Regions from separate parts of the Sus scrofa genome. Here region 2 is linked to region 1. The links are chromatin contacts, called in public Hi-C maps. All regions are on one chromosome and are shown on one strand. Each heading gives the region's core, a stretch centred on a gene start, on an enhancer-like site or on the middle of the called end of the contact. The rest is flanking DNA. Distances are from core to core; before and after follow the strand shown.

Region 1 (4,883 bases), core at 784-3,283:
AAACACCATTAGGTTAAACACCTTTGCATGGCATCTGTGGGCCCTCACGATCCAGCTCCAATCTATCTGCCTCCAGTAATTTTCAACACACCTGACACTTTTTTGTCTATTTAGGGTGGCATCCAAGGGATCAGGAGGTTCCCAGGCTAGGGGTTGAATTGGATCTACAGCTGCCGGCCTATGCCACAGCCATAGCCAAGACAGATCCAAGCCAACCTACATCGCGGCTCATGGCAACGCCAGATCCTTAACCCCCCGAGCGAGGGTAGGGATTGAACCTGCAACCTCATGTTTCCTAGTTGGATTCGTTTCCACTGCGCCAGGATAGGAACTCCCACACCTGACACTCTTGCCTCACCAGACTTTCCATCACTGACTGCACGGCTCACAAACATCCCTGCCTCCTCGCTTATGCTGGTTCCTCTGCCCAGGATGCCCTGCCTGGCAAACTCCTGTTTCTCAACATTCACTGTTACTTTTCATTCTGAAATTTTTCTTAATTTGCCCCATTCCTTCCAAAGACTGAATTATTTCTTTCTTTTTTTTTTTTTTGGTAATACTCTGCATGGACTTCTATGGCATTTATAAGGAGTGTTTGTTTCTGTGTCATTCTCTCCTCCAGAAGCACCTAGCTTGGTTTCCGACCCACAAATATTTACTGCACTGAAATATATAGTTTGATACTGATTAAAGAGAAACAACGTTTTATATAGGCTTGGTCTTATAAATAAATGGCCATTTATATGGTTTGATTCCCTGAGGTTCAGCAAGGCCCCCTCCGACCCTCAAATTTCTTTTGCTCTGGCTCCTTGGCGCTTCAAATTCCACCCTGAAAGTTTCCTTCTTCTGCTTAAAGCTTACCACGTAAAGACGTTATCAGATTCTCTCCTGAGCTCAGGTTTTGATGGAGGAAAGGAAGGAGAGAGCGGGAAGCAGATCCGGGTGAGGCAGGAAAGGGGCACCAGGAGGAAAAGGGGGCAGAGAGAGGACTGAGGAGAAAGCCTGCCTCCTTCTCAGTTTCCCCGGGTTGGCTGAGGTCTTCGCAGTTCAAGAGACACTGATTTCAAAAGCCACCCGACTCAGTCTGTCAGGATGTTTAGGCTGAGAATTGAGGGGATCGGTAAAACATAGAAACCACTCTCATTGCTCGTACAGAGAGATCTTCCAACTCTAGGAAAGGGCGGTGAATTTCGGGTGCCTGATCTGAGCCGGCTGGAAATACTGACCAAGTTCCAGGGAAGAAGATGAGCCCACTGTGCCGGCGGGGGGCTGGGGGACTGGGGAAGGGAGTAACACTCAACCTGGGAGCTGTGAATGGAGGTGCTGCAGCTGGCTTAGGGTGTTGGCTGGGGTGGGAGAGTGGGCATTGCTGGCGTCTGCACGGGGAGAGATGAGGAGCTTGGGTGGAAGTCAAGGCCTGAGCTCGGTCTTCCGAGGCCAAGGACAGGCGAACCCCGGGATGGGACCTGCTGCCTCCGTGCCCCTGCAGCCTACCTCTCGCTCGGACCGGGGACCTTGGGGAAACTTTCTCAGACTTGCTTGGTGCCAGGACAGGATACTTCGGGAGGGAGCCCAAGCCAGGCTCCGCAGGGGTTCACGCCGGCCGAGGGGGCAGAGCCGGAGTGCGGGCGTGTGGGTGTGTGCATGAGCGTGGACCCGGAGCGACACACACTCACACACACACACTCACACGCCCGCACCCACGCAGGGCCCTCGGCCGCGCCGCCCGGACCTTCACCCCCAAGGCCGGTCCTCTGGGTCCCGCGCCCCGTGCCAAGTCCCTGCAGATGGCTTCTCACTAACACCGCGGGCAGGATTCGGCGAAAACGACAAGCGGCGACGGCAGCGTCTCCCCACCACCCCGCGGCGGCTGTCCCCGCATCCCCCCGCCCACGGAAAGGGATGATGGGGAGAAGTGCCCCGGGCTCTTACCGCTCAGGCGGCCGAGTGCGCGCGGGAGCGCCCGCCGGGTCCCGCCCCGCCACGTCGGCAGGGCTGGCGGGGACGCGGCCGGAGGGCGGGCCGGCAGGGGGACGGGTGCGGACGGGCCGAGCCGCCCCGCCCCGCCGCCGTGACAGCGCCCCGCCTCCTCGTGACCCCGCCCCGGCCCCGAGCGCCGCCGAGGACCATCGCCTCCCCGCCACCCCCAACCCGGTGCCCGTTTCCCCAGGCTGGGAGGGTCCTGGCCGCGCTTCTGAATCCCCTTGGGAAACTTGGCTTTCCCGACTTTGTGCCGCTGAGTGAGCTGGAGGGGCGCCCACCCCACCCGGGACGGGTCTCAGGGTTCTGATCCCTTTCCTTCTTTTAAAAGCACCGGGGAAGCCCCGCAGACAGTTTCACCGGGTAGGGGTCGCTCAAGTTCAGTAAGAGTTTGCGATTTCCACGCCCACCTCCGGCCCCGCCCCCGCCACGCCCCGGCCCCGCCCCCGCCATGGTGCATTAAACAGCTTGCTTTCGCCCGGTTTGTGGAATTGCAATCTGATTTAAAACCAATCAACCAAGCAAATACAGTTTCTAAAAGTCCAGTTTGGAAACGTGGATCAGAAATTCAAACGTATTGACTTTGGCTCAGGAATTCCACATCTGCGAATTTGTCCTAAGTATGTGGAGATATGCATGTCCGAGGATGTTTATTGTGGTTCTTTCTGCCAGGGAAAATAACCTGGAAATAATCTGTCCCCCAATAAAACATGGGTGAACTACTGTAGTAACTTCAAACTATCAAATACGCTGTAGTCATTAAAAATTATAGTAGGGGGAGTTCTTGTTGTGGCTCAGTGGGTTAGGAATCCGACTAGTATCCATGAAGATGCTGGTTCCGTCCCTGGCCTTGCTTAGTGGGTTAAGGATCCAGCGTTGCTGTGAGCTGTGGTGTAGGTCGCAGATGTGGCTGAGATCTGGTGTGGCTGTGGTGTAGGCCAGCAGCTGTAGCTCGGATTGGACCCCTAGCCTTCGAACGTCCACATGCCATGAATGCCCACCGACTTAAAAAAAAAACTCTACATCCAATTTGTTGACATGGAAGAAAGGCAGGCCATAGACGAATATTAAGGTCAAGGGAAGCTTACAAAAGTCTATGTACAGGGAGTTCCTGTCATGGCTCAGCGGAAATGAATCTGATTAGAATCCACGAGGATGTGGGTTTGATCCCTGGCCTCGCTTAGTGGGTTAAGGATCCCGCATTGCTGTGAGCAGTGGTGTAGGTTGCAGACGTGGCTCAGATCTGGTGTTGCTTCGTCTGTTGTATAAGCTGGCAGCTGAAGCTCTGATTAGGCCCCTAGACTGGGAACCTCCATATGTCACAGGTATAGCCCTAAAAAGACCAAAAAAAAAAAAAAAAAAAAAAAAGTCTATGTATAGTATAAACCTATTCAAGTTAGGGAAATTTTTATTTTAAAAACAGTGATTCTTTCTGAGTTATGCAATTGTGAGTGTTAGTAAATTGTATTCCAGGTGTGACAGGTGTGTTTGCTGTTCCACAGACACAGGCAACATGCCTGTGACTTCCTTGCCTGCCTTGGATACAGCAAGTACCTTTGCCACATCTGCCCTTCCCAGCCCTGCTGAATGGCAACAGCCCAAACAGATATTCCCTTTTAAAGGGCCTTTTTCCTTTTCTCCTTGGACCCAAACCACACCTTTCCAATAAGATAACCACGCAACATGGGCAGGTTTTGTTGCTGGCTGTTAATTACGCCCTTTTACTTGAACGCTGCTGCTTCCAAGCCCACCAGGTTTATTTCAAAATTTTAATATTTTTGCAACATAATTTTTTTATTTAAAAAATTCTGGTGTAGTAGAAAATTTAATTTTCTAGAATTAAAAAATTCTAGTAGTGGTAAAGTTAAAACAGAAAAGTAGAGAATATGACAAGCACCTATATATGTTAAAAAAAAAGTAGAGAATGGTATGATGATATGAAGATTTAACAATTTTTTTTGTCATATTTACTTTAGAACTTCCTTTTTAAAGAAACAAAGTTACAGATATGTTTGAAACTCTGTTCCTTCTCTTTTCCACCTTCTCTGGAGGTGACCACTGTCCTGAGGTTGCTGTGCAAGCTTCCTGCCCATGTTTCTACTTGACTGCACCTATCCTGGTCTATAAACACCATATAGAATTGCTTTCCAATGTTTTTTTATTTATTACTCAATGAATTTATTACATTTATAGTTGTACAGTGATCATAACAATCCAGTTTTATAGCATTTACATCCCACACCCCCAGTGCATCCCCCCACCCCCCAAACTGTCTCCTTTGGAAACCAGAAGTTTTTCAAAGTCTGTGAGTCAGTATCTGTTCTGCAAAGAAGTTCATTGTGTCCTTTTTTCAGATTCTACATGTCAGTGATAGCATATGATGTTGGTGTCTCATTGTCTGACTGACTTCACTTAGCATGATAATTTCTAGGTCGATCCACGTTGCTAAAAATGCAGGTATTTTGTTCCTTTTAATGGCTGAGTAATATTCCATTGTGTATATGTACCACATCTTCTTGATCCACTGTTTTCCAAAGTTTTAAAATGTTATAAATAACATTCTGTACATTTGTTTACTCAACACTATATTTTTGAGAAGCACTCATATTCATACATATAGCTCTAGTATATTCATTACTGGGATTCCATTGTATGAATGTGCCATGATATATCCGTGGCCCACGTGATGGACATTTAGTGTGTTTCAAGTTTCACTGTTACCTTCATTTTATGTTATCACATATGCTGAATGCCAGTACAGTGCTATATGCTATATTGCATATAGTGCTGCCATGGCCATCTTTGTATATGCTTTCTTTTTTCTTTTTGTCTTTTTAGGGCCACGCACGTGGCATATGGAGGTTCCCAGGCTAGAGGTCAAATTGGAGCTACAGCTGCCAGCC
Region 2 (4,883 bases), core at 766-3,265, 440 kb before region 1:
TTGTCTTTTTAGGGCCTCACCCACAGCATATGGAAGGTCCCAGGCTAGGGATCTAATTGGAGTTGCAGCTGCCAGCCTATACCACAGCTCACAGCAATGCTTAACCCACTGATCAGGGCCAGGTATCGAAACCACGTCCTCATGGATACTAGTCAGGTTCATTATTGCTGATCCACAATGGGAGCTCCTATACACCGTTTTTAATTCTGTACATTTTCTTTTTCCTTTTTTGGCTGCACTGATGATAGAGGGAAGTTCCTGGGCCAGGGATTGAACTGGTGCCAGAGGAGTGACTCAAGCTGCTGCAGTGACAACACGGGATCCTTAACCAGCTGCGCCAGGAGAGATCTCCTCATCTGCTACATTTCTGAGATAATGTCCAAGTAAATGTTCCTAAAGAAAACAATCCAACAAATTCAGTTCAGTATCTTTCTGGAAATTACAGTCTTCTGACTTAAGTCTCACCTAAATTCAAGGAAGGCTTCAAAATACTAAAAAACAAATGCAAAAGTTTAAAGTAGTATAATGTAAAAGATACGCAAACCTTTTAATATACATCTTATTCGCTTACTGACAACACAATGAACATTGTAAATTGGTTTAGGTTCTTAAGGTTCTTTATATGATGTGTCTGCTGTGTACATTTTTCTGGGAGATAGGTTCATAGTTTTTATTGATTTCTCAAAGATCTAATGACTAATGACTCCCTCCTTCCCAATCAAGTATTTCCCTAAGCAAAATTATGGAGTAGATAAATTCATTTTTGGAATTATCTGCCTTGATAATACTTAGCCTCATATAAAAATAATAGTGATAACAGCTGACTTAAATAAAAAAGATTACTATCAGCTGTGTGCCAGGAACAGTTTCATAATAACCCAATGAAGAACATAGTACTATTATCTTATTTTACAGTTGAGGAAACTGAGGCATATTAACTTGCTTACCGTCTAGCATATTGGCTTCAGAGGGTCCCATGCAATGCGGCCCTGTTCCCCAGTATCCCTTTACTCCTTTGTAAATAGCGGATAACAACAGCAGCCAGTATTATTGTGGGTATTAGATGAGTAAGACTGGGACAGTCCATAGCCACATTCTTAGCACATATTATGGTGTTTGTTTAATACATATGAGTGCTCCATGCTTAGCTTCTGTATTTCAGAAGGCTCTGGTATCTTTCATAGTAGAAATATGGGTGTGATAAAATGCAGGAGAGAACAAGAGGTGGGCGGGTGGGTGGATAAGGATTTGAAAGTCCAGGGCCAAAACTGGAGATATTGCTCTGCCCATTGCACTCCTAAGGTTTCACATATTCACTTAAAATTGAATGCAAATGCAACATTCTGTTCCACAATTCAATTGCTTATCTATTAATATAAAACTTGTTTACTCCAAAGTTTTCAGCATCATTGTTCTATGGAGATGTACCTTGTTGATGCCTTAGCTTCACACATACACCCCTTTGAGGGACTCAGCAGCGCAGGTTTGGGAATCTGAACGCCTAGAAGCCCAGCTAGGCCCCACAGCTTGTTTGAGCCTTACATTTTTCATATAAAGTGGAGTGGGTGGTAATACCTACTTTACTAGTCTCTTTCGCTTTGGAATTACACACATAAAACTGTCCTAAAGGTAGTTTTCAAAACTTATAAGTAGGCGAAAAACCAAATTTAGTTGCTCAAACACTAAAAAAAAAAAAAAAAAAAAAAGGTAAATACTGTTTGGTGGAATTCTTATTCCAGAATAGATATTAAAATTAATATGTGAACGTACATCTAAAATCAGCATCTTACTGCGGCTGGTAATAGAAACATTTTAAAGCTACTAAGGAGGGCATGCATCCTTCCAGATGGGTAACCCGGAGGATCTGCCCGCCTTCCGAGGTAATCAATCTCGTAACTTCGCGATCTGACCGCCGCGGCCAAAAGCCGAAGGCGCAAATCTGAGAGTGGATCTGGGTTCCGGAGCGCGCTGGCCCAGCCGGCCTCAGGGGCGGCACCTGGGCCCACGTAGCTACGCCTGCCTCCCGCCCCCGGCCTGGCCCGAGAGGACGCTGCGCGCCTCCTGACGTCATCACCGGGCGCCGCTGCCTCGACCTCCTTCCACTTCGCGGGAGAAGTTGTTGGCGCCAATGGATCCCGAGCTCCGGTAACGGATTCCCCAGCCGGCCAGCCTGCACGCCAGCGCCTTCGTCCGTGGGCTGTGATGGTGAGCCCCCGTGGGAGGCTGTACGGCTCGGGGGTTGGGGAGAGTTTGCAGGTTGGGTGTGGACCGGGCACTAGTGGCATGGAGGATTGGGGAGGATCGTGATGCGAGGCTCCGGAGGAGTGCGAAGGCAGGGAAGGGGCCACAAACTTGGCACGGGTCTCACGCCTTTCCTTGGACCGCGGCTTCAGCTCCCGGCCGCAGCCGGCGCGCAGGGCTCGTGGTGCTGCGCGTCAGTTTAACTTTTTTCCATTCTTGGGGGAAGGGAGGAAGGGAGTAATAAAGGTGATTTTGAGGGCTCAGCGGTTAAGTTGCTTTTCCTGTTTAGCGTTGCCTCGGACCTTGGTTTGAGTCCTGCCTAAAGCGTTAATTCCAAGTTTTGGGTTACGAAGGAGAAGAATGTTACAAACTTTCCTTTCTAATGAATAAGTTGTCTCGGGCCTTCGACTTTCGTCATTAACAGCTCGGTGAAACGCTCATCACAGAGCTCTTTTGAGATCAAGGGCATCAGGAGGATGTTTTATTTTGTTTGGAGGAGTTCGCAGAAATCAAAGGGATAACACGGTTTCCCCGGAGAAAAGAAAACAGCTAGTAGAAACAGCTGTACTGCATTTGACGGCTGTCATCACTTAGCATCTGATGTTAACAATACTCTTAAAAAAAACCCTCACTAACACACCATTTTAAACCAACTATTCTTTAATAAAAAATTAAAAACCCCCAAAACACCCCTCGGTGTTTAAATAGTGAAATAATTATGCAGCCTTCCAAACATGTTCATACTGGAATGGCAATAGATACAGGTGTGTGTTTGAAGTATTTTATTTTAAAGGTCAATTTATGATGGTCCATTAAGTCAGAATCTACCTAATAATCAGATATAATTTTTTCAGTAGTTTTTCAGCTTATTTCTTATAATGTCATTGTTATGGGCTGTATGTGTGTGTGTGTAATTTTATGCCAAATTGGGAAACCTTACAGCCCTTTTTTATTTCTTCTCAAAGAAGGATAAGATAATAATAGCTACTTTGTAACAGGTGTCTTCTTCAGGTCAATATGTGAGCCCTTTACTTTACATACCTTTTCTCATTTAAACCTCACAGCAATCCAGTGTTACAGATGGTAAAGGAAGCGTTTAGAGTTCAATTTGTGATAGAAGTAATAAATGATTGAACTAGGATTACAACCTTGGTTTTTCTGTTAGATTATACTACCTCCCTAAAATGATCATAATTACATTTTGGACTTCAGGCACTATGGTGTTGTGGAAAGTTTATGAGTTTTGGAGTCTTGAAGGTGAGAGTGAGGTGATGTTTTAGTCTTGCTCTACCATTTAATGCTTAAGTGGTTTTGAACAAGTGAATACCTTAACTTTTTAACCTTTTAAATCCTGTTGTTTCCTTACCTGTAAAAGGGAGGAAAATATAGCTGCCTTAAATGACTGTTTTGAGGATTAAACAAGATAATTAATGTAAAGCTTCTGTTCTTGTGCCTGGCATGAGGTAGGCAATATACAGCTCTGTGGCCAATGATGTAATTTTCTCAGGAAGGACTCTATGGAACATTACAGAGAGTTTAAGGGGCAGCAGAGATACCTCTGGAAAAAACAAGATGCCTCTGAGAACAACAGTTTAGAGTCAACTTTTGGTTATTTGAGTATATATATATAAATATATATATATATTTTTTTAGGGCCGCAGGTGTGGCATTTAGAAGTTCCTAGACTGGGGGTCAAATCAGAGCTACAGCTGCAGGCCTACGCCACCACGACAGCAACACTGGATGGGAGCTGTGTCTGTGACCTACACCGCAGCTTGGGGGCATGCCGGATCCCTAACCTACTGAGTGGGGCCGGGGATCGAACCCACATCCTCATGGATATTGGGTTCGTTTCTGCTGAGCCACAACAGGAACTCCCATTTGGGTATTTTCAATTGATTCTTTCCCTTCTTAGTACTCCTGTTCATGGTGCAGATGAAAAATAAAGCCCTTCTCGGAAAAGAAGTGGGAGTCAAATGGGTCTGCTTTACTGTTTCTAAAGGGAAAAGTTTCTGTAAGGTACTTAAGAGTTTTGGATTATATTGGTATTTAATTTAGTTCTTCTGTCTCTAGTACACAAATTAGCAGAAACCTAGACCCAAATTCTGTTTAGCATATGTTTATTGAACACCTTTATACAAGTTATCTTGTACAGTAGTTCTTAACTTTTGTTTGAGTCATAGCTCCGTTTGATAATCTGGTGAATAGTGTGCAAGTTTTCTGCCCACAGAGTACATGTGGACTCATACACACTGTTTAGGGGATTCACATATCTTCTGAAGCCCTTCCATAGATCAAAGTTAGCAACTCTTGCCCTGGGAGCTACATCTTTTTCTCACATCTTTTCCAATTAAAGTTATTGATAAAGGAATAAAATACTATATCCACAAAATGGAATGCTATGCAGCCATTAAAAAGAAAACTTTGGAGTTCCCATCGTGGCGTAGCGGAAATGATTCTGACCAGGAACCATGAGGTTGTGGGTTCGATCCCTGGCCTCACTCAGTGGGTTAAGGATCCGATGTTGCCGTGAGCTGTGGTATAGGTCGCAAATGCAGCTCGGATCTGGTGACAGCTCCGATTAGATCCCTAGCCTGGGAACCTCCATGTGCCTCAGATGCAGCCCTAAGAAGACAAAAGAG

The links. A called contact is a pair of places that touch in the nucleus more often than the background predicts.
Region 2: a Hi-C map of skeletal muscle shows a contact between it and region 1, with 6 times the contacts expected there. The contact joins the promoter of RFC1 here to the promoter of FAM114A1 in region 1. A contact is called at or near these places in 1 of 47 Hi-C or Micro-C datasets (skeletal muscle) and 1 of 2 datasets of contacts at active chromatin or transcription factors (alveolar macrophages).

What each region holds. Positions count from the first base shown.
Region 1 is chr8:30,189,100-30,193,982 of Sscrofa11.1, reverse strand. FAM114A1 (protein NOXP20) reads right to left here and starts at 2,033. Exons shown (of 15, transcript XM_003128921.6): 1 at 1,933-2,033. It overlaps MIR574 (microRNA 574), which reads right to left and starts at 1,703; the gene lies at 1,624-1,703.
Region 2 is chr8:30,633,064-30,637,946 of Sscrofa11.1, reverse strand. It overlaps RFC1 (replication factor C subunit 1), which reads left to right and starts at 2,015. Exons shown (of 25, transcript XM_005666588.3): 1 at 2,015-2,205. The coding sequence starts at 2,203.